Regions from separate parts of the Zea mays genome. Here region 2 is linked to region 1. The links are chromatin contacts, called in public Hi-C maps. All regions are on one chromosome and are shown on one strand. Each heading gives the region's core, a stretch centred on a gene start, on an enhancer-like site or on the middle of the called end of the contact. The rest is flanking DNA. Distances are from core to core; before and after follow the strand shown.

The links. Hi-C and Micro-C count contacts between places; a contact is called where the count stands out from the background.
Region 2: a contact with region 1 is called in a Hi-C map of ear, with 2.3 times the contacts expected there. The contact joins the enhancer-like site here to the promoter of LOC100280556 in region 1. A contact is called at or near these places in 4 of 25 Hi-C or Micro-C datasets (ear, endosperm, leaf and 1 more).

The regions. Positions count from the first base shown.
Region 1 is chr6:100,166,849-100,174,241 of Zm-B73-REFERENCE-NAM-5.0, forward strand. LOC100280556 (60S ribosomal protein L27-3) reads right to left here and starts at 3,316. Exons shown (of 1, transcript XM_020539317.2): 1 at 2,444-3,316. The coding sequence starts at 3,140. The coding sequence ends at 2,727.
Region 2 is chr6:100,593,887-100,601,279 of Zm-B73-REFERENCE-NAM-5.0, forward strand. No RefSeq gene overlaps it. Among protein-coding and RNA genes, the nearest start is that of LOC103629636, 19 kb to the left of the region's middle. Within about 2 kb of position 4,270, at least 20 of the 20 cell types and tissues checked have an H3K27ac peak or open chromatin away from gene starts, as enhancers often do. A contact at or near this core is called in ear, endosperm, leaf and 1 more, where this site is marked.

The sequences.
Region 1 (7,393 bases), core at 2,066-4,565:
GTAAATAGTAAAATAGAAAATTAAAAAATGAAGCTAGAGCCGTGGCAAAGTTGTCATACCAGCAGGAGACGTAAGCGCCAATTTAACGATGAAACCGAGATTATATAGATGGCGCCGAGGTAAGGATCTATTTTCTGAATTCAAACCAGGAAATGCGTAGTTGTGAAAATCTTTCTCAAAAATGACAAAAAGCAAAAAGTTGGTGCGTCAAACTGGATGGCAACCAAACAGCGAATCTGTGTTGTGGCAAATACCGGTGGCCAACCAAACAGCTTCTGAATAATCTCATCGTGCACCTAGCAGTTATACGAATGGTAAAGTTCATCCACAATCAGATTATTCTGTGGTGTGTATTATTGGAGTAAAACGACCAAAGACAATGACCTGTCAGTGCCACCAGTGTGTAATGTTCGAGTTATTAAACTGCAGTACCAAATACCAAATACTTATATATTCGTCAACAGCTTGGCACACACATACAAATATCTAGTGAAACTGAACTTGCATAGATTTAAGCCATCCTATTCGCTAATCTATCTCTCTTGTAAAGATAAACCCCACTACCACTTACTCCCTCGACTTCCTCTCCCCGAGGCCAATAGGGCTGGACAAAATGCTCGTGGCTCGCTAGCTCGCTCAGTTCATGGTCAGCTCGGCTCGGCTCGTTCAAATTTTTTCACGAGTTGAGCTGACATTCTAACTCGGTTCGTTAACGAGCCAGCTCGCGAGCTAAACGAGCTACCATATTCTAGCAAAACGAAACTATATGCATATCATTCACAGAATATATATATATATATATATATATATATATATATATATATATATATATATATATATATATATATATATATATATATATATATATATATATGAGGTGTCTATAGTCTATGAATTAAACTAATGATTAATGAACTATATCTATGTGTTAATTTGGTCTATACAAATATAATTATGGGTTAAACTGATGAACATGTATGTGAATTAATGAGTGATGAATTATGCTAATTTGGTGTTATATTGACGTGGTTTGTGAAACTATGAGTATAATTACTATTTTTTATTGTTAAATTAGTTTGAAATTAACTAAAATAATTATTATGTACATTTTATTTTTTTTTCCTGCTCTGGCTCGCAAGCTAAACGAGCCAGCTCGAGATCGTAAAAGAGCCGAGCCGAGCTGACTCTGTGGCTCGTTACCTTAACGAGCCGAGCTAACTCGTTAGCTTAACGAGCCAGCTTGAACTGGGACGAGCTGGCTCGTTATCCACCCCTACAGGCCAACCTCTCTACCGTTCCTCTAGTTGTTCATGTTGTTTATTGTCCATGTAACGCCCGACGCCATTTCTATTGAGTAGTCTTGTTTTAAGTGCAAATAAAAATAAAACCTTTTTCTTTATTTCAATCTATTAAAAATAGTTTTCACCTTGATTAAGAGTTCATAGTTATTATATTATTAGAAACTACCCAGATGATTAGATAACGTTGTAGAATGTTATACAAATGATTATGTATTGTTGTAGAAAGCTATAGAAAACGATTAGGTGTTTCTTACTTCTCGACTTGTTTATATATGTAATAATATCATATGTGTACCATTGATAATTTTCTCTAGGACTAGGAGCAAAATGAGTGCAGCTTGCTTGTTTCAATCATGTGTCATGCCGCGGTTCTGAAGCCGTTCGGCTGGCTGGTTGGCTAAAATGAGTGCAGCTTGCTTGTTGTTAATCATTTTGTTTTCCCCCTAAATTTGCATTATTTACTTCGATGTAACGGCAACAGAATACAATTTCAATCCACAGACTCAAAGGTAGATTAGACTTAAAAGAACGGAGAAAAGGGAAACCATTATTCTCAACCATATATGTGGTGTTTAATTTCTTGGCTTCCTCGCTTGCGCCACTTCTTAATTCTTCCATTCATTACTCAGATATATGATTTTATTTTCATTGCGTAGTAATAATTAATAGCACCCATGGAAGATATTTATCTTCTGTTGGGGGTCCCAAACTATCTTGGACTTGGATCATGTTTCTGGGATGCAGATGGATTGCTCTCAACAGTGGGATGAGGCAGGAATGTCACGGTTGAGATTATTTTTCATATGTTCTACTAAACTCTGCAGTGATGACTACACCAGGAGAGAAATTCTTGCTATAAGGGTTGATTTGATGACAAGGGATCACGGGAGGATTGGAGGAGATTGAGGGTTAGTTAATTTCTCTGTCAATCCCCTCCAATCCTAATTTCTTCCTCAATTCCCTCTAATCCTTCCGTGATCCCGGGTCACCAAATCAGCCCTAATCGATAATGGAAAGCAGGAGACTCATGTAACAATGTCCTAGAATGCCTATTTGAGCGGACAAATGACTATTTGAGTGGGCAAATAGAGTGAAGCAAGATTTTCCCTAGAAGTATCAGCAATGGCATTACTTTCATAGGCTACTATAACAGTTCACGATCAACTCAATATTAAAAGTTTACAAACTAACCAATGGGATAAATAAGATTGTAAATGATATTCGCTGTTAATCCTGAAGACATAAATTGAACATTCATCAATTCAGTAGGACTCCAAGACCAAACATTCGAAGTACACACGCACAATATACCTGAGAGCCCCAGGACTAAACACGAAGAAGTCTTCATGGCAATACGAAAAGAGACATGGCTTGGAGTGTGTCCCATACAAGAAACCGACGGTCACCATTCGGGACGCCGACCATCTAGAAGCGGAGCTTGGTAAAGAACCACCTGTTCTTGCCGGTCTTGAACCTCTCCTCGAGGCGCGCCTTGGCGGCCTTGCATGCGGCGACCTTCTTGTCGCGGGTGGAGAGCGCGTCGGGCCCGCCGGTGGCCACGTCCTTGAAGTCGACGTCGAGGGTGTAGCGGGTGGGCATGAGGTGGGTGAAGTTGACGAGCTTGATGAAGCACTTGACGCGCGACTTCTTCGCCGTCTTCTTGGCCGAGTCCCTGCGGACCACCTTCTTGGGGTACTTGGCGAGGCCGGCGACGAGGCAGTGGCCGTAGGGGCGGTCGCGGGTGCCCTCCTCGAACACGCGCACGATCACCGCCTTCCTGCCGGCGAACCGGCCCTGCAGGAGGATCACGGCCTTGCCGGGCTTGAGGAACTTCACCATCCTCGGGTGCTGGTGCTGCTGCTCCTGCGCCGCCGCCGGGAGTGTAGGGGTTGGGAGATGGGTCAAATCGGAGCGCGCGGGAGGCGGGGAGCGTTATATAGGATGGCGGCACTAGGGTTTCTGGAGGCTGGGTTTCGGCTGTTGGATCCAGGATCGGACGGTGGTGCCGCGCTCGGGCTTCAGAGGTCGTGGTGATGGGTCGGATTTGGGTCCGATCCGAGGCTGTCATCTGGGTGGAGGCCCAACTTGAACCCCTACTGTTTTTTTCATTAACTTACTTTTACAGGTGACAATCATTTCGTTCCTCCAAACAGTTGTTCATCTTCTTCAAAAACTATTCTTCTGGACCAGTTCTAGAAGAGATGACGAGCCATGGCATGTGTAAGGGCAGCTTTAGTACCATCAGTTCACGTACTGCGAACTTAACAAGTTTAATTTGGTTCGTTAGCCCCTGCATTCTGTTGTCTGTTCATTTGTTCATTGGTTGGTCACAAAACAAATTACCACTCTGTTCGTACGCGCGAAGCTCTGCTCCATTCACTACACTACACCTCTGTAAAATCTCTGCCCTCATTACTGCCCTGCTACTCTATTGGAGGGGACCAAACCAGCCCTTAAGGTAGCGTTTGGTTCTAGAGACTATTTGGACGGAGGGGCTCTGTTTCAGATTTTAAGGATATAATGACTCTGTTCTATGTTGTTGGCAGTTAGAATAGAGTCGCTCTATTTTTTGTTTGGTTTTAAGGTTAAGTAGAACAGAGCGGCTAGATCCTGTGTTTGGTTCTAGAGTTCAACAAAACAGAACTTTTTATTTAAGCGTGAATTTCTATAAAATTTCAAACATCCGGCCAAGATTAAAGTGCACTATTTATCACTATTCATCCGAGCATCCCTTATGCCTTTCTTCATTGCCGCACACGGAGCAAGGAACCAGTGAGGAGCGAGGCGCTCAGGAGCCGTTAGACCAACTCCAGCAGACTCCCTCTCCGTATCCGTATTTAACACGGCCAACAGTTTCTCTCTCCTCTCCGTATCCGTCCCCGTTTCCAGCAGACTCCGTATTTGCACTCCGCATGCAGTCTATGACAACTGGGGCCCGCGAGCAGGAGGGGGCGCATGCAGTCTTGTGCGGAGAGGAGAGAGAAACCGTGGAAAAGGGGAGTGCAGGTACACGGCGTGTGTTTTGCGGAGACGGATGCGGAGGCTGCTGGAGAGTGAAATAGTGACTTAGAGCGTGTATAATAGGGATACGGAGTGGGATAGCCAGTGCTGCTGGAGTTGGTCTTAGGTTCGGTCGATTTTACGGAGCCACCAGATACAACATCTACAAGGAATATTCTTAAATTGGAGTGGCTCTATTCATTTGGAATCGAACCAAACAACTTCAACACTGGAATAGAATGACTCCATCCTGTTAAACTCTTGAACCAAACACTACCTAATATAACCTGGATCTTCTGCTTGCCTGTCGTTCCCCATTCAGTGCAGTTCCCGTCAATCTTTTAAGTGCTGGGACTACAGTTCGAAGTTTCCGTTGCCCTCCCATTCGCTTGTAGGTGTAGAGGAGCTTCCACCATCACCAGCACCCAGCGGCTAGCTTGTAGCCATAGTTTCAGAACGTGATGATTCCATCAACCACAAACAAAGATGTAGGGGAAGTTAGGCATGAGAGGGATCGGGACAAAGACATGCAAGATTACTGCAAACATTGTACCAACCAAATTTAGCTTTTCCATCAGCACCTTTCATCTCTAATCAATGCGGGAGTGATGCTCGTGATTGATACAATTCCAAACTAGCAACATGACTGAGACGTGGTTATGTCGTCGACCATGCCTAGGCGAGATGTTGTCCCTCGCACGCTTGCTCTCGGTCTCCTAGCTCACATCTGCCTTGACAGTTGCTGGGAAATAAAATAATTTTTTTAGAAAATTAGTGATATCTGATATAGGAGTGGATATGTAGTCTTGCTTTGTATTATGTTTGCTTCCAAGTCACAACCACCACCTATTCTCACAATTCCCAGTTTATCATTATATTTAACTCTGGACTTTATGAGAAACAAAATTCAGGTTAATCGTACCTTAGCTTGTTACATGAGGAAAAAATAATTCTCTGCTTTTGTTCATAAGTTTATTGAGTAGTAGTATTTTTTAGAAAAAGCTTGTAAGTAATATTTCCTAAGTACACCAAACATAGAGATTATTGTTGAACATCCGCCTATAGGTGTCTGTAGTGGTTGCTCATTGCTATGTTCTAAGGCACAAGGAGAAATGGGAAAGTCAATCTTTGATAGGAATATGTTGTAAGGCACAAGATGATTTTGTATGACAGTTATGGATATTATAAATTATAGGATTCCCTTTTATTGTGCATATGGAAATATATGTATGTGGGACGCTAGTGGACGTACTCTAGGATCGAGCGTAAAAATCTTCAAGTTTGAGCAAAAAAAATTCTCGCTTTTGACGTAAATATCGAGGCAACGTGAGAGACGCATTAATAATTCTAATGTGTTGTATTCATGATTGTAAAAATCCTCAAATTTAAACATAAAATAGTGTTTAGATATAGTGTAGATGTTGATTCACTACTAACCAACAGTCTCCCACGTCCATGCAGCCATGCATAAACCAAGAGATTTAATTATGAGAGTTGATTGGAGGATTTAATTAGATGAGTTGATTAAGATATTTGATTTTTTATGGCAGCTATGGACACCATCAACAAGATCATTTCGTTCCCGATGTTTCTTCTTCCTCCAACAAACAGTTGTTCATCTTCTTCAAGCCTCCTCTAGCACTTGGTTCGAAACCCTCAGCCAAATACTATTCCTTTGGGCCAAGTCTGGAAGAGACGATGAGTCATGGCATGTGTAAGGGCAGATGTAGTACTGATTGTAGCCATCAGTTCACGTGCTGATTCGGTTGTATGTCCATTCGTTGGCCACAAAACAAATTACCACTCTGTTGGTACTCGAAGCTAGCTCCAGGCAGCTGATGGCCAGGCAACTACTATCTATTCCATTGAAGGCAGACGACCATTGCTGAGTTTTTTCAATTCCACAGTGTAAATAAATCTACATGTAGAGCATATGTGTAGTTATAGCAAAGACTCATCCATGGACCTCGCAAATCAGAAGCAGTAGTGCATACGATCCATCTGTCAGGCATGGCCTTGTAGTTGTAGTAACAGCAATAGCGTCAGTCCTCCCTCGTCCATCTTGCGCTTCATGTTCATTATCAACGACCCCACATGCCTCACCTTCAATTCAATCTGCGTTATCTACACCTCTGAAAATCTCTGCGCTCATTAGTCTTGTTGTGTCGTTCCTCCATTCAGTGCAGCCCCGTCAATCTTTTAACTGCTGGGACTCAGTTCGAAGTTTCCGTTGCCCCTGCCCTCCGATTTCCTTGTAGCTGTAGAGCTCCCAGGAGGACCGTGGAATCAGTGCAAGCTGGTTGCTTCTCATCCTCTTCTGCTTCCACCCATCAGCAGCACCAAGCTGTTTGTAGCTGTAGTTTCTGAACGCGGTGTTTCCATCGACCACATAAACGTACGTACGTAGAGAAAGTCGTAGTTTAGGCATGGCAGGTATCAGGACATGCAAACCTGCTACAAACATCGAATCAACCATACTTGGTCTTCCCTTCAGTAGCTAGTTCATCTCTGATGAAGGATGGAGTCATCCCTGATGGAATCTGCAGCCAGCAGCGAGATTGCACCATGGTAGTGCCCAGGGGCGGAACCAAGATTACAGTATAAAGGGGGCCGACCAATTCATCAATAATATATGGTGAAAAAACATTGTATAATGTTATTAAACTTAAACACTTGCATGGAATAAGAATTCTAGTTCTTTATAAATTATCTTAGTACATGAATCTATTTTCTAGCTAATTAATATATTGAACTAAAGTAGTGTTACAGTAACAATAACAAAATAATAAAGTTAGTCATATTTGGATCTAATTTTGTAGTCTATGCGGACGTTGTGGCTGTGACATGTGATTCTGATAATCGATGTTGTTGGGCTGTTGGGACTCATTCTGTTGCTTCGCATGATCACCTTCTCTCGACTTTGGTTGTTGGGCTATGGCAGAGACAAGTAAAGTGGTCGATCCGAAGCTGTCCAGCCAGATGATAAGATAAATCATAAAAGGGTGATGTTTAGATATCAACGTCTGCAAGCGAATTAGGTTTGACATCTCATGTCATTGATTGATCATTCAACAAATATTTTATCTTATAAT
Region 2 (7,393 bases), core at 3,020-5,519, 430 kb after region 1:
AGCATGCTCTATAATGGGAGATGCCCTGGCATTAAGGATGGCATTGGCTTTCAACAAGAGAGCCAAAGCAACATCAAGCTTAATGCCCCCAAGAATAGACTTTCTAATTTTGTTAAGGGCAAGGCTCCCATGGTTCAGGATAGGGAAGGTTACATTTTATATCCTGAGAACTATCCTGAGCACAAAATTAGGAGAACTCATGCTAGAAAATCTCATATTGTTTCTCATCATGTTTATATGTATAGTAATGAGGCTTCTAGCTCTAGGCATACAACTCATATCAAAATGCCTAAAAATAAGATTGCTAATGCATCAAATGAACATAGCATTTCATTCAAAACTTTTGATGCATCATTTGTGTTTATTAACAAATCAGGAAAGGTGGTTGCCAAATATGTTGGCGGCAAACACAAGAGTCCCAAGACTTGTGTTTGGGTACCCAAGGTGCTTGTTTCTAATGTGAAAGGACCCCAAGACCGTTTGGGTACCTAAGTACAAGGCCTAAATTTGTTTTGTAGGTTCATACATCCGGTGGGACAAGTTGGATAATCGATAGCGGGTGCACAAACCACATGACTGGGGAGAAAATGATGTTCTCCTCATATGAGAAAAATGAGGATCATAAAAGAGCAATCACATTCGGGGATGGAAATCAAGGTTTGGTCAAAGGATTGGGTAAAGTTGCTATATCTCCTGGTCATTCCATTTCTAATGTTTTTCTTGTAGATTCTTTAGATTACAACTTGTTTTATGTTTCTCAATTATGCAAAATGGGTTACAACTGTCTTTTTACTGATGTTGGTGTTACCATCTTTAGAAGAAATAATGATTCAATAGCTTTTAAGGGAGTGTTAGATGGTCAGCTATATTTTATTGATTTCAATGATAACAACGCTGAACTAGACACTTGCTTAATTGCTAAGACTAATATGGGCTGGCTCTGGCATCGCTGACTTGCCCATGTTGGGATGAAGAATCTTTACAAACTTCTAAAGGGAGAACACATTTTAGGACTAAAAAATGTTCATTTTGAGAAAGACAGGATTTGTAGCGCATGTCAAGCAAGGAAGCAAGTTGGAGCTCATCATCCACACAAGAACCAATGTTTCTTATTTTAGAGTTTTTGGTAGCAAATGCTTTATTCTTATTAAGAGAGGTAGAAATTCTAAATTTGCTCCTAAAGCAGTAGAAGGCTTTTTACTTGGTTATGACTCGAACATAAGGGCATATAGAGTCTTCAACAAGTCCACTGGATTAGTTGAAGTTTCTTGTGACATTGTGTTTGATGAGACTAATGGTTCTCAAGTAGAGCAAGTTGATCTTGATGAATTAGATGATGAAGAAGCTCCATGCGTCGCGCTAAGGAACATGTCCGTTGGGGATGTATGTCCAAAAGAATCCGAAGAGCCTTCACAAGCACAAGATCAACCATCATCTTCCATACAAGCATCTCCACCAACTCAAGATGAAGAAATGGCTCAAGAAAAAGAGGATGAAGACCAAGACGATGAGCCACCTCAAGAGGAGGACATTGATCAAGGAAGAGATGAAGATGACCAAGACAAGGAAGATGATCAAGAGATTCAGGATCAAAGACCACCACACCCAAGAGTGCACCAAGCAATTCAAAGAGATCACCCCGTCAACTCCATACTTGGTGACATTCACAAGGGGTAACCATTAGATCTCGAGTTGCTCATTTCAGTGAACATTACTCTTTTGTGTCTTCCATTGAGCCATACAGGATATAGGACATACTAAGGGATCTGGATTGGGTGGTGGCAATACAAGAGGAGCTCAACAACTTCACGAGAAATGTCACACCCGGGTTTTAGGGGTCCAAAACTCGGGCGCGAAATAAACACCAGGTGTGCTGGGACCAAGTCTCACACATATGATGAATAGTGGTACATAAACGAATGTCACATATTTACTATATAATAGATGTTCTGTATAAAATAAATAAATAATTACATCATAAGGAGACAACGATCCAGCAACCAAAAGTTGACTGGGAGACGACGGCCTAGACCACTCAGGAACTCATCATAGCATCCTCCATGCGCCTCATCCTACGGTACCTGTTCTTGACCTGTGAGGGGGGTGTGAGATAGCAAGAGTGAGCTCACATACGTTCATCGCTCAACAAGTTGTGGGAAATAATGTGCATGAACTCGCCAAAGGTGGGAGCTCATGTGAAGTGTAAGGCTTAACAAAGAGGATGGTTAGAGCTGAGCATTGCTTTTAAAGTTGGTCAAAATTTTATTAGCAATTACTAAGTATAAGTAAATACCAACCCAATTAAGTAGTAGAACAAAAGTGATAACAACACCCTCAATGCAATGCATATGACAAATTGAATTTAGTTCCATAAATTAATCATGTGAGGGTCCGAGCTGCTCATGACCGTGAGCACGGCTGATATACCAGTTTTACACTCTGCAGAGGCTACACATCTTTACCCAAAAGTCATGTTACCCATATGCCAAGAGAAGGCCACTCCCATACACATGTACCGAGGAGGTGAGGAAGGGTAACACTACGAGGCCTTTACAAAGTTCCACTAGCTTCAGAAAACCCGCTACAGTTTCTAGGAAGCTCCAATGCAGGGACCCCTCACCTGACCGCCATCGCAGCAAGATCAACCCAAGGGCCTCCCTACACTGACCACTCCCCTACTGCCTTGCCCCTTTCGGGTAAGGTAGTCCTCCACTAGGTTTCCTAATTAGTCAGCCAAGGGCGTCCCATACCACCCTTGTGGTAGCACTGTTTTCCCGGGTGGTCGCTCCATGTTCCAATTAACATAATGATCTTAACATGAACAATAAATAACAATTGATAATAAAATTATAATCATGAATAATGTGTATCTCTATACCCAAAACCACATAAATAAATAGCAGGTACTACCCAAAAATTCAGTGGTAAACAAGGCATAAAGATAGTCAAACTAGGGTAACCTATTGGGTCCCATCAAAATTAACCTATGCGGATCATTATGATTAATCAGAACATGACTGGTTAAAAGAAGTGATTAAGGGCACAACTTGCCTGGGACTTAGGGATGGCAACGGGCACATTTTACCCGCGTGCCCACGGGTAAAAACCTTATAGGGTGTGGGCTTGGGTGTGAGTTTGTACCCGTGGGTACGGGTACGGTTTTGATTCTCAACCCGACGAGTTTTTTTATCGTGGGTATGAAAATGTTGTACCCGTGCCCGCAAACCCGCATACCCGCGTGTGTGCCACTCCGAAAGCTTTGAGCGAGCAGAGCCAATCAAATGATATAAAAGAAGACTACAGGCGCCAGTGAACTTTTGGCTAAGATCGGTACATGTTTTTATCAGTTTAATAAATGTTTATTATTATGTGCTATCAGTTTAATAAATATTTATTATATGACTGTGCCCGCGCGCGGGTGCCATAAACCCGCGGGTAGCGGGTGCGGGTACGGGTTTAACATTAATCTCGCGGGTACGGGTTTGTAATCTCTATACCCGCGGGTTTTAAACCCGTTGCCATCCCTACAAGGACTTGAGATTCCAGGTACCAACTTGCTCTTCAGGTGACTCGTAACCCCGCGCTAGTCGTAGCAATACAAACAAACAGGATATAGGCAAATTTATCATCACACAAAACATAATATCAACTTCATAATAATAATCTACGCATTGCTACGAGATCGTGGGTTCGAGAATCGCTAAATTTGGAGCTATGGTTATAAAATTATGATTTTCCGAAGTCATAGGTGATTAAATATTAAAACTATATTTTATTTAATATAAGTTATGTGGGAAAAGACATAACTAACTCAACTTTTAATCTAAGTTACAATATAATCCTATTTAAGAAGCTTATCCATACTAAAATCATATATTAACTCAGATTAAACATGTTAATCCAAATTAATTATTCATTTTTGAAGACATGTTAGGTGGTAAAACAAGTTTACTAAAGTGTAGGTAATATTATTACGAGACTAACGTAATTTGAACGAGTCAAATCGAAGTTAAATTGGGGAAGTTATGGACTAAACAAGTTTTTATGGCCTCTTTTATAGCAAAATATAAGTCCAGGGGTGTATTTGTAATTTGCAGGGACACGAGTGTAAAGGTCTTCCCATGGCGAAGGACGGCAGGTTTTATTATGCAAAAGCCGAGGGGCTTTTTGTGAAGAGTACGCGGCGAAGGGGTATCCACAACCTACGCCACAGGATCATAACCTGATGGCCCAGATCAAATCATCATCCCACCGAATCGGTATGAAATCCTGGTCATCGGATCATGATCCAAGGGCCCGGATCGAAAGAATCAAAGGTAAAAGCACTGACCTAATCTAGTCCATCCGATGTTAGATCGACGGCTCACGCTGGATCATCTCCCACAGCTGGTTGTTCACGGTGGCGCAGGTGCCCATGCGTCGGCGCCTTGCCGGAGAATTTCCCAACCGAGGCCATCGTGGACTGAAGACCTCCCACGTCGGCGACGAACTTGTGCAACAGGAATGCGACCGATCAGGATGCCGGGCGCGTCATCCCGGCGCCGGTGAGGAACAGGAGCGCGGACTGCGCGCCTGGGTGCCCCACCACTGCCGTGGCCCCAATCTGCGCAGCAGCCGTGGCAAACACTGCACTGCCCCCATCTGACGCAGCGGAATGCATCGCGCGGCCGAATCCACGAGGAAGTCCTCACCGGAGAGAACCAAAACAAACGGGCGCGCCACAACAGCTGAGCGATGGAGAGAGGCGGCCACGGCGAAGGCGCGCCAGAGATCCGGTCGAGCGCGATTGGAAGGAGGGCCCGCGGAGCTGTTTGTGCGGCGACGAGGTTGGAGCCGGGACACGGTGGCCAACACCCTGCGCGCGGCACAACAGCAAGGAACTGCGACCGGCGGCACATCCCCATTACTTCGGTGTTCACCATGGTGACCTGGTTTGGGTTCAAGGGGGTGCGGCCATGGATTTATATGCCTAAGGACAACGGGATTCCGACCCGTATTTCCCCAGCCTGCAGATTCGGGAGGTCAACGACATCCGCGTGGAGTTCGGCCATGGAGAAGGGCGGGATTCGGTTTCTGTTGGCGAAAGCCGTGGGGAATAAACGTCCTGACATCCGGTCCCACAAACCTGCGAAGGCAGAGGCGCGCGCGTGGTTTCGTCGCTGACGGGGCCCACGTGTAGGCGACACGGGTGCGCTAGAGAAATTCGGCCAGGCGATCGACATCAGGCCCACCCGACGGTGACACCACAACTGTGGAGCGCGGCCGGCTGTGAGAGCGGGGCAAATTTGGAAGTGGGTCGCGCGGGCGGAAAGGGATAAGGAGTAGATGGGCCACGGGGAAGTAAATCGGCCTAGGTGGTTGTTTCGTTTGTTCTTTTTTCTGATTTTATTTTCCTTTCCAAGTTTAAGACTCCTATTCAAATCCAAATTCTGTTTGAACTTAAGTTTTCCAAATATCCAATAAAAATCCTAATATGAAGATAACTCCTATTATTTATTTATTTATAATATATATTTTTATAGTGTATATTCTTTTTCCTTTTCTTCTCTTTTCTTATTTCCCTTTCTATTTTCAAATTCTACTTTTCGAACCTAACTTGTCTCAAAATTTGAGTACGATTGCAACAATACAAGACCTCCAGCATGACATGCATATTTCTATATTTTTTATTTTGTTATTTAGCTAGCTTACTTCCTTTTATTTGAGCATTCACAAGCATGAGAACTCCAAAAAGGTTTTAAAAATCACTAAAGCACAATCTTAAATTTATTTATTTATTTTATTTCATTATTATCATTTTTTCTTCTACCAATTTTTGGCCTTTACAAGAAATGAGGTATGGCATTTAGTTCCACGTCCTAACCAAAATGTTGTAAGTACCAAGTGGGTATTCTGCAACAAACAAGATGAGCATGATGTGGTGACTAGGAACAAAGCCTAACTTGTTGCAAAGGGATATTCACTAGTCGAATGTTTAGATTTTGATGAAACATATGCACTCGTAGCTAGGCTTGAGTCAATTCGTATATTACTTGTCTATGCTACTTACCATGGCTTTAAGTTATATCAAATGGACGTGAAGAGTGCCTTCCTCAATGGCCCTATCAAGGAAGAGGTTTATGTTGAGCAACCTCCCGGCTTTGAAGATAGTGAGTATACTTCAGATGTGTATAAGCTCTCAAAGGCGCTTTATGGGCTCAATCAAGCCCCAAGAGCATGATATGAATACCTGAGAGACTTTCTTACCACTAATGGATTCAAAGTTGGAAAAGCTGACCCTACTCTCTTCACTAAAACAATTGCTAAAGACTTGTTTATATGCCAAATTTATGTTGATGATATTATATTTGGGTCTACTAACAAGTCATCTTGTGAAGAATTTAGTAGGATTATGATACAGAAATTCGAGATGTCTATGATGGGGGAGTTGAAGTATTTCCTTGGATTCTAAATCAATCAACTCTAAGAAGGCACCTTCATCTGCCAAACTAAGTACATTCAAGACATACTCAAGAAGTTTGGAATGAATAATGCCAAACCTATAAAGACACCCATGGGAACAAATGGGCATCTCGACCTCGACACAGGAGGTAAATCCGTAGATCAAAAGGTATACCGGTCGATGATAGGATCTTTACTCTATTTATGTGCTTCACGGCCGGATATTATACTTTCAATATGCATGTGTGCAAGTTCTTGGCAAATCCTAAGGAAATTCACCTTAGGGCCGTGAAAAGAATCATGAAATATTTAGTTTACACTCCTAAATTTGGGCTTTGGTACCCCAAGGGATCTACCTTTGATCTAATTGGGTATTCCGATACCGATTATGCCGGATGTAAAATTGATAGGAAGAGCACATCAGGGACTTGTCAGTTTCTAAGATCTCTGGTGTCTTGGGCTTCAAAGAAACAAAACTCAGTAGCTCTATCCACCACCGAAGCCGAGTATATTGCTGCAGGACATTGTTGTGCACAATTACTCTAGATGAGGCAAACCCTTAGAGACTATGGCTACAAGTTGAGCAAAGTCCCTCTCCTATGTGATAATGAGAGTGCAATCCGCATGGCGGATAACCCCGTTGGACACAGCCGCACTAAGCACAAAGACATCCGGTATCACTTTTTGAGAGATCACCAACAAAAGGGGATATCTAAATAGCTTATGATAGGAATGGGGGTACCTGATCTTCCGTCAGGTGAAGTAATTATCGATTTGGTGGAGATGTCACACAGATGATCCGGCTTCCAATCAACACGACTAGAACCCCGCAATCGCAGCACCACTTCTCCTCTGGTTACCAACCGTGCGCTGCGCGATTGACCTCGCCACGAAGGCTAATTCTTGCCTACGAATCGAAGACACAAGCAAGAACAAGAAAGAACACAATCTA